Linked DNA regions of Mus musculus: regions 1, 2 and 3 are each linked to region 4. The links are chromatin contacts, called in public HiChIP or PLAC-seq and promoter capture Hi-C maps. All regions are on one chromosome and are shown on one strand. Each heading gives the region's core, a stretch centred on a gene start, on an enhancer-like site or on the middle of the called end of the contact. The rest is flanking DNA. Distances are from core to core; before and after follow the strand shown. Region 1 overlaps Kif6 (kinesin family member 6). Region 2 overlaps Kif6 (kinesin family member 6). Region 3 overlaps Kif6 (kinesin family member 6). Region 4 holds the start of Mocs1 (molybdenum cofactor synthesis 1).

Evidence for each region. Promoter capture Hi-C pulls out the DNA fragments that hold promoters and counts their contacts. HiChIP or PLAC-seq counts read pairs in DNA pulled down with a chosen protein or histone mark.
Region 1: a promoter capture Hi-C map of 3T3-L1-derived adipocytes shows a contact between it and region 4, with 4 times the contacts expected there. The contact joins the enhancer-like site here to the promoter of Mocs1 in region 4. A contact is called at or near these places in 4 of 39 promoter capture datasets (the 3T3-L1 cell line, 3T3-L1-derived adipocytes, cranial neural crest and 1 more) and 1 of 115 datasets of contacts at active chromatin or transcription factors (vascular smooth muscle cells).
Region 2: an H3K27ac HiChIP or PLAC-seq map of epiblast stem cells shows a contact between it and region 4, with 6 times the contacts expected there. The contact joins the enhancer-like site here to the promoter of Mocs1 in region 4. A contact is called at or near these places in 4 of 39 promoter capture datasets (the 3T3-L1 cell line, cranial neural crest and embryonic stem cells), 1 of 484 Hi-C or Micro-C datasets (the N1E-115 cell line) and 17 of 115 datasets of contacts at active chromatin or transcription factors (the NIH/3T3 cell line, cardiomyocytes, craniofacial prominence and 10 more).
Region 3: an H3K27ac HiChIP or PLAC-seq map of embryonic stem cells shows a contact between it and region 4, with 7 times the contacts expected there. The contact joins the enhancer-like site here to the promoter of Mocs1 in region 4. A contact is called at or near these places in 5 of 39 promoter capture datasets (the 3T3-L1 cell line, cranial neural crest, embryonic stem cells and 2 more), 5 of 484 Hi-C or Micro-C datasets (embryonic retina, embryonic stem cells, nephron progenitors and 1 more), 14 of 115 datasets of contacts at active chromatin or transcription factors (the NIH/3T3 cell line, VIP interneurons, acute myeloid leukemia and 10 more) and 2 of 9 other capture datasets (adipose tissue and embryonic stem cells).

What each region holds. Positions count from the first base shown.
Region 1 is chr17:49,777,589-49,780,781 of GRCm38.p6, reverse strand. The region is part of intron 13 of Kif6 (kinesin family member 6); the gene reads right to left. Among named protein-coding and RNA genes, the nearest start is that of Gm16555, 43 kb to the left of the region's middle. Within about 2 kb of position 1,546, at least 24 of the 459 cell types and tissues checked have an H3K27ac peak or open chromatin away from gene starts, as enhancers often do. A contact at or near this core is called in 3T3-L1-derived adipocytes, where this site is marked.
Region 2 is chr17:49,874,838-49,878,086 of GRCm38.p6, reverse strand. The region is part of intron 16 of Kif6 (kinesin family member 6); the gene reads right to left. Among named protein-coding and RNA genes, the nearest start is that of Gm16555, 55 kb to the right of the region's middle. Within about 2 kb of position 1,651, at least 41 of the 459 cell types and tissues checked have an H3K27ac peak or open chromatin away from gene starts, as enhancers often do. A contact at or near this core is called in the N1E-115 cell line, embryonic stem cells, epiblast stem cells and 1 more, where this site is marked.
Region 3 is chr17:49,897,528-49,900,453 of GRCm38.p6, reverse strand. The region is part of intron 19 of Kif6 (kinesin family member 6); the gene reads right to left. Among named protein-coding and RNA genes, the nearest start is that of Gm16555, 77 kb to the right of the region's middle. Within about 2 kb of position 1,448, at least 13 of the 459 cell types and tissues checked have an H3K27ac peak or open chromatin away from gene starts, as enhancers often do. A contact at or near this core is called in VIP interneurons and embryonic stem cells, where this site is marked.
Region 4 is chr17:49,426,624-49,429,814 of GRCm38.p6, reverse strand. Mocs1 (molybdenum cofactor synthesis 1) reads right to left here and starts at 1,451. Exons shown (of 11, transcript NM_020042.2): 1 at 1,251-1,451. The coding sequence starts at 1,373.

The sequences.
Region 1 (3,193 bases), core at 297-2,796, 350 kb before region 4:
ATATTCTGCAATTAGAGATGATAACCCATAAGGGAAAGAAATTTTCATATTTCAACAATATTTCATCTGAGAAGACTCTGACATGCTCAGAAAGACAAACAAAAAACCCAAAACCCAAACTCAAATCAACACAAAAAAACCCCACAGGATGACAGGGATCACAAGTGCTGAGCTTAATGCCAGCAGTGGCTGGCTTAGCAGTCACTACATGTGTCAGGGTGGGGGCAGGGACTCTCTCTCTCTCTCTCTCTCTCTCTCTCTCTCTCTCTCTCTCTCGCTCTCTCTCTCTCACACACACACACACACACACACACACACACACACTCTCATTCCCTCTTCTACCTTAGGTCCACTTTCCAAAGATGGTCTCTACAATATCGCCCATCCCATGGACCACTCTCCAACACTGTCCCATTACTATTGTGGGATGGAGTGTTATTTCCTTTCCTTTGAGACTAGGTGGATCTGTGCATTGTCTGCCATTATCAGAATGTGACAGAAATGATTCCTTAGACCGTACTCTAAAGGCAGCAACAGTTACCGCTGAATTGCCAGGGAGACCTGCTAGCTGTTCCGGAAGCAACCTGTCTGCCCTGGTGCTGGGGGCAGCCATTCTGTGAGGAAACCACATTGCAACCATGTCTCCACATGGAAGGAAACAATATAAGGAGATCAAAATCCCTGTCTCGACACAAAAGCCAGAGCACTTAGCTAAGTACTCCTAAACTCCCCAGCCTGAGGGTTGAAAAGGTGAGTGTTATTTTAGCACCTGTTAAACCTGAGGGTGATCAGTTACTTATTGACAATTTAGATGTTTGGAGCTCTGGATGCCTGCACTCAGGGCAACTTGTGTAAAAAAAAACTTCTCTAACATCACACCACTGGCTTTAGGAGCAGGCAGTGGCAGGAGGCACGCCACTGGCTTTAGGAGCAGGCAGTGGCGGGACGCCAGAAGGACTGGCAGAGTCTGTTAGTGAAAGCTTGGGGTTCTGAGGAGACTCTTGGCAGAGCCAGACCAGGCATTCTTGGGGAAAGGCTTAAGAAAGAGGGGGGGATGTTATCTGAGCTGAGGAAATGAAACTTGTTATTTAGTAGGGAAAAGGCCTGTTGTGGTAATAGAAGAATCCACTCTACTCCCTGGTGGCAATAGCTCTTTGCTACTGCCTCAATACTCTGGATTCTCAAATGAAACACACACACACACACACACACACACACACACACACACACACACACACACAGTCTTATTTTAAAATATGTCTTAAGCAACTCAATGGCTGGGCAACTCCCAAACTACCACATTGTTAAATCCTTCTATCTGATACTCCTAAATTATTATTTACTAAAATCTATATTTCATCTTTGCTAGCCCAGGGCCAATCAGGGGAGGGGTCCCTGGGGCCGTGTTCCCCAGGCTCTTACATGGGCTGTATGTTTTTTCTCTGTTCTCTCGCTCTTGGGCCCGATCCTTGTCTCCCCAGTATGGAGATTCTAAAAACTCTTCTTCCCATGATTCCCTTGCCTAGGAAGTCGAAAGTCCTGCCTCTGTCTCCCTGCCCAGCCATTGGCTTCAGCAATTCTGAAGAGAACAGAGATCAGGCTAATGAGCTTGGGGCAACCCCCAGCATTCTTTCTGGAAATTTCCACAGCTAGACAGGCTTATCCAGGCCTCTTTTCCATGCCTGTACTAAAATCAGACAGGAGAAAGATGACTTAAGAAATACATGGATGAGCCTCTGAGGAGAGGCTGGGAGAATCCAAGAGAGGCTCCAGAATAATTTATTGCTCCAGGATAAGGTCCTTGAGTCTTAAAATGTGGCTTAGCCATATCTTAAGAAAGCCTCCAGGATAGGACTTTAAGATGCCATCCTAAGACCTCATGAAGAGCTTTAGTATTTCTTTGACCATTTCAGAGAGACAAAAGCTCTCTACAGGGTCAGAGGGTCATTCCTGGAGATACATAGACAATAGGATTTCTGAAGGTATTATGGGTATACCCCAAGACAGCTGCCAAGAAGGTCAGAAAGGAAGATTAATGGGTATGGATTACATCTAATGAAGACTACAAATGGATGAGCAAGAATCTCATATTGTATGTGTGTGTGTGTGTGTGTGTGTTGTATGCCTTTTCAGCAAGTTTTTCTTTTTTGACAGGGTCTTTCACCAAATCTGGAGCTCACTAATTCAATTGGGTGGATGGTGAGCTCCTATCTCCACTGCTGTGGAACTGGGATTATATATACTCCAAGCTGTGCCTGGGTTTTGACACGGGTGCTAGGGAATCTCAAGTTGGGTGCTCATATTTTCATGGCAGACACTCTATTGAATAAGAGATCTTTTAAGCTCACCCAAACACATTTAGGCTCTCATTGTGTAGCCATGGCTGCCGTGGAACTCTTCAGTCCAGGCTGGCTTTGAATTCAAAAGATAAGCCTTCTTCTGTCTCTTGTAGGCTGAAATTAAACGTGAGTATAACCATGCCCAACACTTTTAAAAAAATGATACTGTATTAGTGTGAGTTGAAGAAAATGAGGTAGGGAGACATGTAAACAGGCTTTGGGATCCTAGCCCTTTACAGATGCTTATGAGCCAAGAAGGATGCTCGGATGCAAAGAAGAGCCACCTCTTATGGAACAAGAAGGATGTCCCCTACATTGGAGCTAAGGATGGAGAGAGGGCAGAGCCAGGAGCCATAGAAAACACTTTTAAGATGCCAGAATGGAGTTCTACTGGACGACCTGAAGACATGGGCCTGGGTAGATTGTTCTAGATGTTCTGACCCAAATGTGTGTTGAATATCTGTCATGTAACCCCTCTTGCACGCGAGTGTCTATTGCAGCTGCTAAGGTAAGGTTCAGACTATCGACGGATGAGGGGTGGGGGTGGAAACCTGCCCTCACTGCTCTCCTGTGAAGTATGGGATTCAAGGTGAAGCATCCAAAGAAGCCCGTCTGGACCTGATTTAAATCTGGGCCTTGAGCCTGATGGTTTCTACAGACACAGGATTTTTACAGAGGGGGAAAAAATTATAGCCCAAAGCAGGGAACCTGTTGTATTTAATGTGATTTTCTTTTCACTGTGACATCTAACCCATTAACGCAGGTCTCACTTCCTCTATGAAACTGACTGTTTCATGACTGAAAAACGAGCTTGTTCAGAGCAGGAAGGAAGAGTCCATTTGCCCAGCATGGAG
Region 2 (3,249 bases), core at 402-2,901, 450 kb before region 4:
AAGCCCTCACGCGTGTCCACATCCAGTGGCATGCATCCCAAAGACAACTGCAGTCGTGGAGGTCACGCTCTGTTGCTGAGGAGCCGGAAAGAGCGAGAGCCATTAGTTCATGCCATGAGCCATCAATGAATGCAGTTAAGTCTCAGGGGCTGTGTTGGGTACTAGGCTATTAATTTGTACAAACACCTCATTTACAGATATTGGAATCCAGGCCCAGAGCCCCTTAGCTGCCTGGCACATTCGGAAGGCAAAATTGTAATGCTATAGATCTCACTGGTGGATCAACAGATGCTATGGGGACCCAGTGCTGTGTGCCAGTCACTTGCCTCAATGTTGAAGAAATATTCTGTGTCATCTTGACACAGGCTTGAACCATCGGAGAAGAAGGGCCTCTTAGATTTTCCTGTGGGCCAATCTGTGGGATGTTGTCTTGACTGTTAATTGAGGTAGGAACAGTCAGCGCAGGTGGGAGGTGATCTTGGGTTGGTTAAGAAGCAGGTTGAACATATCATGGGGAGCAAGCCAGGAGGCAAAGTTCCTTCATGGTATCTGCTTCAGTTTCTGCCTCTAGGCTCTGCCCCACAGTTACCTGACAAACTATAACAGGGCTGTTCACCCCTTCCTCTGTCTCTTGCCTTCTTGCTCCTGCTTTGTCCTCTTATCACTTACCCTCTCTCTCCCTATGCCTCTCCCCCTCTCTCTCCACATGCTCATGGCCAGCCTCTACCCCACCCCTCTCTCTACCTTTCTCTGTCTCTGCTCCCTACAATCCCCTTCCCATGCCCTGAATAAACTGTATTCTATACTATAGTGTCCTGTGGAAGGCCCCTCAGGAGGAAGGGATGTCTCAGCATGGGCCCGCTGAGGCATGCCCTTCCCCCACACCCGACTCCACCTCCACCAAGCATATTCCTTCTCTCTTTATTTTTATAAAACACAGCACTAGATTCCTAGCTTGAGCTGCTTTTCTGGATTCCCTTGGCTGTGGACTGTGATCTATAACGTGAGATAAACCCTCCCCTTCCCAAGATGCACTGGATATTACAGGATCAGCAAAACTAGCTAGAGATGCTCTGTGTAATGGTATGGGGATGAAAAGTGTCACATCCTAGAGGTATGTGCAGAGTAGAGACAACTCTTGAAAGGGCAGTGTGGACTGTCTAACTTGAGAGCTTTCAAGAAAGCCACAGGCAGGAGTTGTGTAAAATCTGTAGAACTTCCCACGGATACAAACTTAACAACAAATAGGCCCGTTGTTCTGTCTGAACTGGTCGTGGGGGGCATCTTGGAACCCTGATACTTGCCTGCTGGTCCTGCCCACTGTCACTAGTGGTCCTGGGGGTACCTTTACTACCTTGGTCTCTCAGAGTCCACTGAATCCACTGCTGGGAACCCCTTCATCTCTGTCTCAAGCAGTGGGCCTGATCCATGACTGTGAGCTACTGGTCTCACACCGTCAATCACGCTGAGCGCCCGGTGAGACCCAGGGAGTATCTGGGCTTGGTTTGTCTCTGATCTTCTTTTCAGATCTGTGGCAGACCCTGAGGATCTTAATCAAACGGGGCAAGCAAAAGCATCTGCTGTCTGAAGACAAACAGGAGCCACAAGAGGTCAGTGCAGGAGTTTCTTAAGGGAGCAGAGCTCTTGGAGGAAGAGCTGAGGGAAGTCAATAAGGTAGGACCCGGCCCAAGGAGGCCTTTCGACTTCCCAAGGCCCTCTGAGGGTGCCGGGGAGTCATCTTCAAAAGCACACCAGGCTGGTGATGATCCAAGGGCTCCTTATGTTGCCAAGGCTAGCAAGATAGGGGTGGGGCAGAGGGAAAAGGACCTGGAATAGTAGGATTTAGGGGCTCCTAGGTGTCTTTAGAACAGGCCAGTGGTGACGTTGGGTCTCTCATTACCATAAATACAAAAGAAACAGTAGACAAAGCAACTCCACAGCATCGGCAGACAGATGTCTTCAGAGGGTTGGGTCAAGGGAACATGCCTGGACATGTGCCTCTGATTGGCTGCCTCCCTCCGCCCCTCCCTCCCTAAAAGCCTCCCTGGGCTCTGGCATTTCTAAAGTTCTAATCACAGCTCTCGTTAGAATTTCGATCGATTGTGATCAGGATGTGATCTAGACCTTGATAGGATACGTGCTCCAGAGGAGAGGTGGGGTCTCGGTGGGCACATTACCCTCAGAAGACTCTCTCACTTTCATCAGCCCCACCCTGTGGCTGTCAGGAAGCAGGGTACCTGGATCCTATTATCCTGGCTGCTCACATAAACACTTTCTGTGAGTTATGCTTTAATGCCAGACCTCTCGCTTTTATGGAGGGTCGATACAAGAATCATCTGGTTGAACAACACTGGGATGTCTTTTGTAAAACTGCAGCTGAAGACATCACTCAGTGTCACTTGGTGTCCTTTACATGAGGATCCACACGATAAATTCTGCCTTGTGTTTAGTTTCAGGGAGAAATTCTATCTCTGCAGATAAATTAGTTAGTATGCTCCCTGCTGTCAGAAAATGGAAACTCAGGAATTCTGGGTGCTTCTTTCTGTTCTGCAGCTAGACAAGAGAGAACCAAATTTATCGCCTGTGTGTGTGTAATCTGCTCAGCTATGGGGTCCACAAGCACTTACCCCGGCCACTTCTTTTAAATGGACTTGTTTTATTTTATGTTTCAAACGTCTCATTGTACTTTTGTGAGATGTGTGGGTCTGGAAGCCGTCTGGGGAAGCATTTTGCTGGCCCACTGATTTGGCCTGTTTTCTGCTTATGTCGGCTGCTGGGGACATGCGCCTGAATTCCTGTGTACCCAGCTTTCAAGGAGCTCCCGTTTGAATGGGGAAAATAGCTTGGAAATTATTAGTCATTATAAAAGGAGGCTGGTGAGCTTACACACACACAAGACTGAGGAAAAATAAGACCTGGGAGAAGAGGCCCGGGGGATCTTCCTGAAGGGGGTTGAGGCTGAGCTAGCTTTGTGTACGGAAGGGAAAAGGACACTGGTTCTGAAAACTCAAAGCTGACCTCTCCTTAGTATTTGTCCTTTTTTTCCTAGTTAGACTACAGACTCTCAGACCTTAGCTCTGTGCCCCTAAACAGACACCAGAATGCCAGGCAAATTGCTGAGTAGTCAGTATGGCAGCTGGCCCAGCCTGAATCAACCAGGCTATCTGGTTTTGCATCTATTACCACTTTGGGCCTTAGCTGTTATGGGAGGACCAGCAGGGCAGACCAGCCCCGTGAGGCTCGGGGCTG
Region 3 (2,926 bases), core at 199-2,698, 470 kb before region 4:
ATCTGGGAGGAGAGAGGCTGTAAGTGGTGGCTAACTGTTCTGGAGTCCTTGCCGTTCTGCTGGTAAGCCACATCCAACGGATTCTGGGGTGAGGACTTCTTTCCTCTGTTGTGTCCCTAACTTTTTTCCAGGTTTCAATCTTGTTTCAATTTAGTCCCTGCTGCGACCTGGACAGGAAGTGTCCATCCCCCTCAGAGATGTTCATGGCTGTCAGCTTTGGGGAAGAGACTGGATCCTGAGGGATCTGCCCTCATTCTCTGATGGATTCCCCATTTGATGGCATTATTAATAGACAGACGGTAGAGATCAGGAAGTGGGTCCAAGATGGAGGAAGTAGGTTACCAGCAGAGGCGGGAAGGGCATGGCTTTGGCTTCTAGTGTCTGTCTGTCTGTCTGTCTGTCTCTGCTTCCCAATCCTTCCTTGAGGCAAGCCCACATTGTCTCTCCTCAGTTCAGAGCAATTGGCTCCAGCTGACCTCAGTCTGTGAAACCTCTGAAAACATGGGACAGGATAAACCTTTCTTCGGTCAAGCTGTTTTGTCACAGCAAGGGAAAACTGAGACATGAGGCCTTTCTGTGGTCAGAGGAGGGCGCTATCATCCTCATCTTAAGAGATGTGAGCCGAGGTGGAGAGGGATTACAAAGCGGAGCCCTATGCTATCACACCTGGGAGGCCTCCATTGTGCTCCCAGCCGTCCTGACCCACTGACTGGCTCCTGGCTGCTGGTACCGAAGGCACCTTATCCCTTGACTGTACGGGTCCCCTGCATGGTCTCTGATGACCACTGCATGCTTGTGGATGCACGATCCACATCCAGTACCTTGCTGCCTGCAGTGTGCTCCTTGCCCACGACTCCTGGCTGCAGGATCTCCACATCCCTCTTGTGGAGGAGCACAGGAAGGTTGCCGTTTGCTCCCGGTCTCTCTAGGCTATCCTGCAATATGCTCTGCCATATGGACTTGGAGAGCCTCTGATCTTACGTTGGGATGCTCCACTGAAGAGTGTTGTCAGAGGTGAAAGGGGCTTGACATGTCAGAACCTTCATTTTATAGCTGGGCGACACTCAGGTAGGGAGGTGGGCCAGGGTGACAGACACGTGAGAGATAGCTTAGTAAGTCCACTGTCATCTCTCCAAGCCCTCGATCAGGCCCACAGCTTGCTTTCCCACATATGAGTTTGGCTAGTTGCCTAATGCCAACCGTCTGCTCTCCCACCTGACATGATGATGAGGCCTCTTTACCCTGGGGCTGTCTCCACAGGCTCAGGACTGTGAATCGGATAGACAGGAAGGAAAGCCAGAGTGTGTGGCTCCCAGCCCCCCCGCCCCTCACACCTCCGTGCTCATCCCCTAGCTGTCTAAAGTGTCTCTGTGGCACCCTAGAGGGGGAACGGGAGACTGGAGCTCCTCTTTGCTGGGGCTGATGTGGGGTACTGCAGGACCAGAGATGACCACAAGGTGGCAGACTCTGCACACGCTTCTTGAGTGAATGGCTGCCATAGTTTTGGGGTTTCTAGAGGAACCAGGAGGAAGCTGGGGAAAGCCTGGAATATGGAAAGAGGGGTTTCTTCCCACAGGTGCTACCTTCACAGCAGGTTAAGGGCAGTTTAGAAGCAGTAGTGGACCTGTGGGAATAAGCCACTGGCTGTCAAACGGCCCTCTCACGTGATGGACTCCCAGTTTAGCTTTCTTTAGCTGCCAGGGAATGTTCAGGGTGCCACATTGCTTAGGTCCAGGACCGAATAGTGGAGTGTGAGAGGTGAGCCAGACAACAGGGCGGAGGGATGTGACCACCAGGAAGAGAGCGGCAACCAGGGGCTCCTGTAGAGCTCAGCTGCCTGGTCTATCCTCTCAGGCGACTCAGGCAGGAGGATGGCACCCTGTGAAGTGTGGAGGGAAAGCACTCCCAGTTCCCGAGCTGCCCCCCACTCTGGGATACCACAGTTCAGATCTTCCTGCCTCTGTTTCCCAAGTGCTGGGGTTAAAGGTGTGCGCCACCAAGCCCAGCCCTACTAATTAACTATTAGTTACCATTAGTAAACATTGCACATTTAAGTGTCCTGGGTATATTTTGGGACAAGTTTCTTGTAACGTGTGCACTTTGCAAATATCCTCTGTTTTGTACATCCTTCTTTTTCTTTTTCTTTTCTTTCTTTCTTTTTTTTTTCTTTTTTGGTTTTTCGAGACAGGGTTTCTCTGTATAGCCCTGGCTGTCCTGGAACTCACTTTGTAGACCAGGCTGGCCTCGAACTCAGAAATCTGCCTGCCTCTGCCTCCCGAGTGCTGGGATTAAAGGCGTGCACCACCACGCCGGAGTCCTTTTATTTTTATTTCGTTGGTTCTTTATTTATTTGTGAGTGCGTGTTTGTCTGAGTGTATGCACACGTTTGTTTAAGGATGCCTGTGGAAGTCAGAAGATGGCATTGGATCCTGTGAAACTAGAGTTGCTGGTGTTTGTGAACAACCCAAAGTGGGTGCTGGGATCTGTGCCTGCAGCACAGAGCAGGGTGGCTTTTAACTGTCTAGCCATCTCTCCAGCCTAGTGGCATCTCTTAAGAATTTAATAAAGTTCCATTTACTGTCTTTTTCGTTTCTGAATTTACTGAATTTATTTTTAAAACATCCAGGCATCCCAACAAAACGCAGTTGTTTCTCTGTGGTGAGAGGTGGGCACTGTTTCCTGCAGCACAGTGCCACGGAAGCGTGGGCACTACAGCCTGGCATGATCTGGGAGGCCTGGGCGAATGTCAACCAGAACAATTTTTTTTAGGTAAGATTTTTTTTTAAATTAAAATATTAATTTTTCATTATGTATGTGTGTGTGTGTGCCCACAGAAGCCAGACCTGTGGGGTTTGCCTTTTCCTCTGGAGCTGGAGCTACCAGTGGGGTTGTGAAAGACCTGGGCTGGCTGCTTGGAACCAGACTC
Region 4 (3,191 bases), core at 202-2,701:
GGCTACATGCACTGAGGGAAACACCGGAGGAAATACTTAGAAAGGCGAAGGGAGACCTAGCATCTAGGAACTGTCAATTAGTGGAAGACGGTCCCAAGTGAGATATGCAGAAAGCAATGTCTGAGGTACCACTGAAAGAATGACTGCTTGCCCTGGTAGGATGTGTCCAACAGGACCTAGTACAGCACCCCAGGGGAGAGGCTAGCACAGGTGTTTCTGTTTAAGGTCCCACCTTTACTGTGCCCCAAGAGAGAGTGTGAGGCCAAGGGGCCATCAGCTAGTCACACTGCACAGGCCCCCTCACAAAAAGCACAAAATCCATGATGAGGAAGAAAAAAATTATTTTTTGCTAGTATCGGTTTTTAAGAGCTCCCATGGTGGCCTTGGCTATCCTAGCGCTTTTCACTCAAGTACAAAGTTCAAGGGTTTGGAGAGCCCTGTAACAACAAGCCTGCTTTATCTGAGGATCCCAGAGAGGCAAGTCTGAGGAAGTGAACGCTCTGACATAAGCCTGCCTATGTCTTGAGCAAGATGGGAGAGGCAAATATTGTGAAATTCAGAGTCCTGGGACTTCACGCTCAGTTCTGGAAGACAGAAGCGGATGGAACAGTTTCGCAGGTTTCCCTAACCATTTAGATAAAACAACAAACTTAAGACCTACCGTCACTGGAAACACTCGGAGAAGTGCAATACAGGACCCTGCCCCTCACTATGAAGACAGGCAGGAACTCCTTATCACGGAACCTGATCTTGCTCTCGTTCTCATCAAATGAGGCCACCCCATCCCAAGAGAAAGAAGATAGGTCATGGAACCCTGCCACAACAAAGTGACAACCGGCTGTGCCGGACACCTGGCTAGCAATATTTTTTAGTCCTTGTCAAAGAAGCAGTTGTCCGGGGGACACCTGACTGCACTGGCACCCTCCTCCCCGGAGGTGAGGAATAATGTTTAATAGACTGGGTGGAAGCGAAAGCTGGAACAGCTCACTGGAACCTAACTCTCACTCCTTAATAGCACCCCCTTTTCCTGCTGCAGCACAGCTACCTGTTATTAGGTGGTTCTCCAGGGAAGGGGGTGCAGGGGAAACTGAGGAGTCCTTCCCGCTGGGCAGGAGTGAACTCAAGCAACCCAGCAGTGAGTGCCCAGGGTCCTCCCCAAAGGAAGCCTCAGGACAGAGTGCATTCTGAAGATTAGGGTGGCTTGGATCGCCCTCCAGGTAGGTGTGTGCAGGCGGGCTGGGTGGGCTCACCTCCCTGGTAGGTCTCGAGGGCTCCCCGGGGCGAGGCTGCGTCACCGGAGCCCCCGAGCTGCAACCCCGAGCATTGGACCTCAGGAGCTGCCGCACTATTCCGAACGCAGGCCGCGCCGCCATGAAGTCAGCAAAGGAAGTACCCGGCCTGAAGTGGGCCTCCAGAGCACTCTAGCCCGGGACCTGGAACAGAGTCATTTCGGAGGGGCGGAGCAGAGGGCGGCGCCCAAGTAGCCAATCAGCGAGGGTGCCTCTCCGCATTGCCCTCTGGAAGTTGTAGTCCACGCGTTCCGCCCCCTTCCAGGACGGAAGCGTGTTCTTGTGCAGAAATGCCAAGTCTGGGAGAGCTATGTTCTTTTCCTTCAGCTTTGCTTGGTCTTGGATTTAAGCTGTCTTTAGATGCAGAATTTAAAGGGGTGACATAAAAACTTCTAGGCACGTTATACTTTTTTTTTTCTTTTCGTTATGCAGGGGAGTAGAGACCCTTACACAGTGTCTCAAAGGTGTAACCCTGGCTGCCCTGGAACTCGCTTTGTAAACCAGGATGGCTTCAAATGTACAGATCGCCTTCTGCATCTGCTTCCCGAGTGCTGGGATTACAGCCCTTCAACTCTGACTCCAATGAAAATAATATTTTCTTTTTTTTACTCTTTAAATTATTTTTTAATGTATGAGAGTTTGCCTGCCCACCCTTAAGTGCACCATGGCGCAGTTGGTGGCCATAGACACCAGCAGGGGGCGTCGGATCCCTTGGAACCTGAGTTACAGATGGTTGTAGGATACCATATGGGTGATGGTCCCCTGGAAGAGCCGTCAGGCCTCTTAACCACTGAGCCATCTTTCTAGTCCCTTAACTTATTTTTTAAGTTAGCATACAAAATAGCATGCTACTTTATGACATAGTCTTAAGTCAAATAATATCTCAATACATAAAAATCTGCTTGGGTGCGCCAGTAAAATACCAATATTCTATTTAAAAACATCAACTTTACTAATTGCCTTCACTTTACCCTACACCAGACTCTGCTTGTATCTCAGCTCCCTTCTTATGGACACTCTAGTTGTGTCTCCCATACATCAATAGTCTTTGTTTCTCCGTTTAAAAACAGATTTATGAAAGGAAGACACAAAAGAATGGGTGACCCTCGAATTGCTCCCTACACACAGAACTCTGAGCTAACCATCAATCCCATGACCCTGGTGTGGATAGAAAGTTTGTGTAGCAATTAAGGAAAAAAGTCTCAGAGAGTGGAGGCAATTTTTCCAGAGCTGTGTAGCTGATTAAACTGCCCAAACCTTGTAGAAGTTAGGCCTGGTTCTTTCTCCCAGTCCCATGCTCCCAGAAAGAAGACTCAGATTCAAAATATATTTACAACTACATTGGCCATATAGTTAGGCTCTTCTCTGATTAGAATCATAACTTACATCTTATCTTGTTCTACATTCTGGCACGTGACTGGTTACCTGTGCTCAGGTACCATGAAGCCACGACCAGCATAGAGCATGTGTGAGCTGTAGTTGGAAGAGGAAGTATGGCATACAATCCAGAAGAACTGACAGTTCCTCGGCGACGGAAGAATAACAGGACATCGCTGATTTTTACAAATACAGGCTGGTTATTGTAAAAGCAGGGGTGGTTTTGTCTGGATAGTCAGATAAGCCTTCTCCAGATTGTTTTGTCCTGTCTCAACTTTGAGTAGCATTATGGGGAAAAAAAGTATCAGCTTGAATTGGAATGGATTTGGTGGGGCATGTCTGTCAGGATCTGCGAGAGGCCTGGGGATCCCCTGAGAATGGCTGACACGCTGCCCACCACTACGGCTATCTCTGCCTGCATTTGTCAGCAGAACTGGGGGGGGGGGGTAGAAAGCAAGAAAACAAAACCCATTTCTTTGCAGGTGGAAGGCCTGAAAAGCTTTCAAGAGAGCATCAAACCCAGGA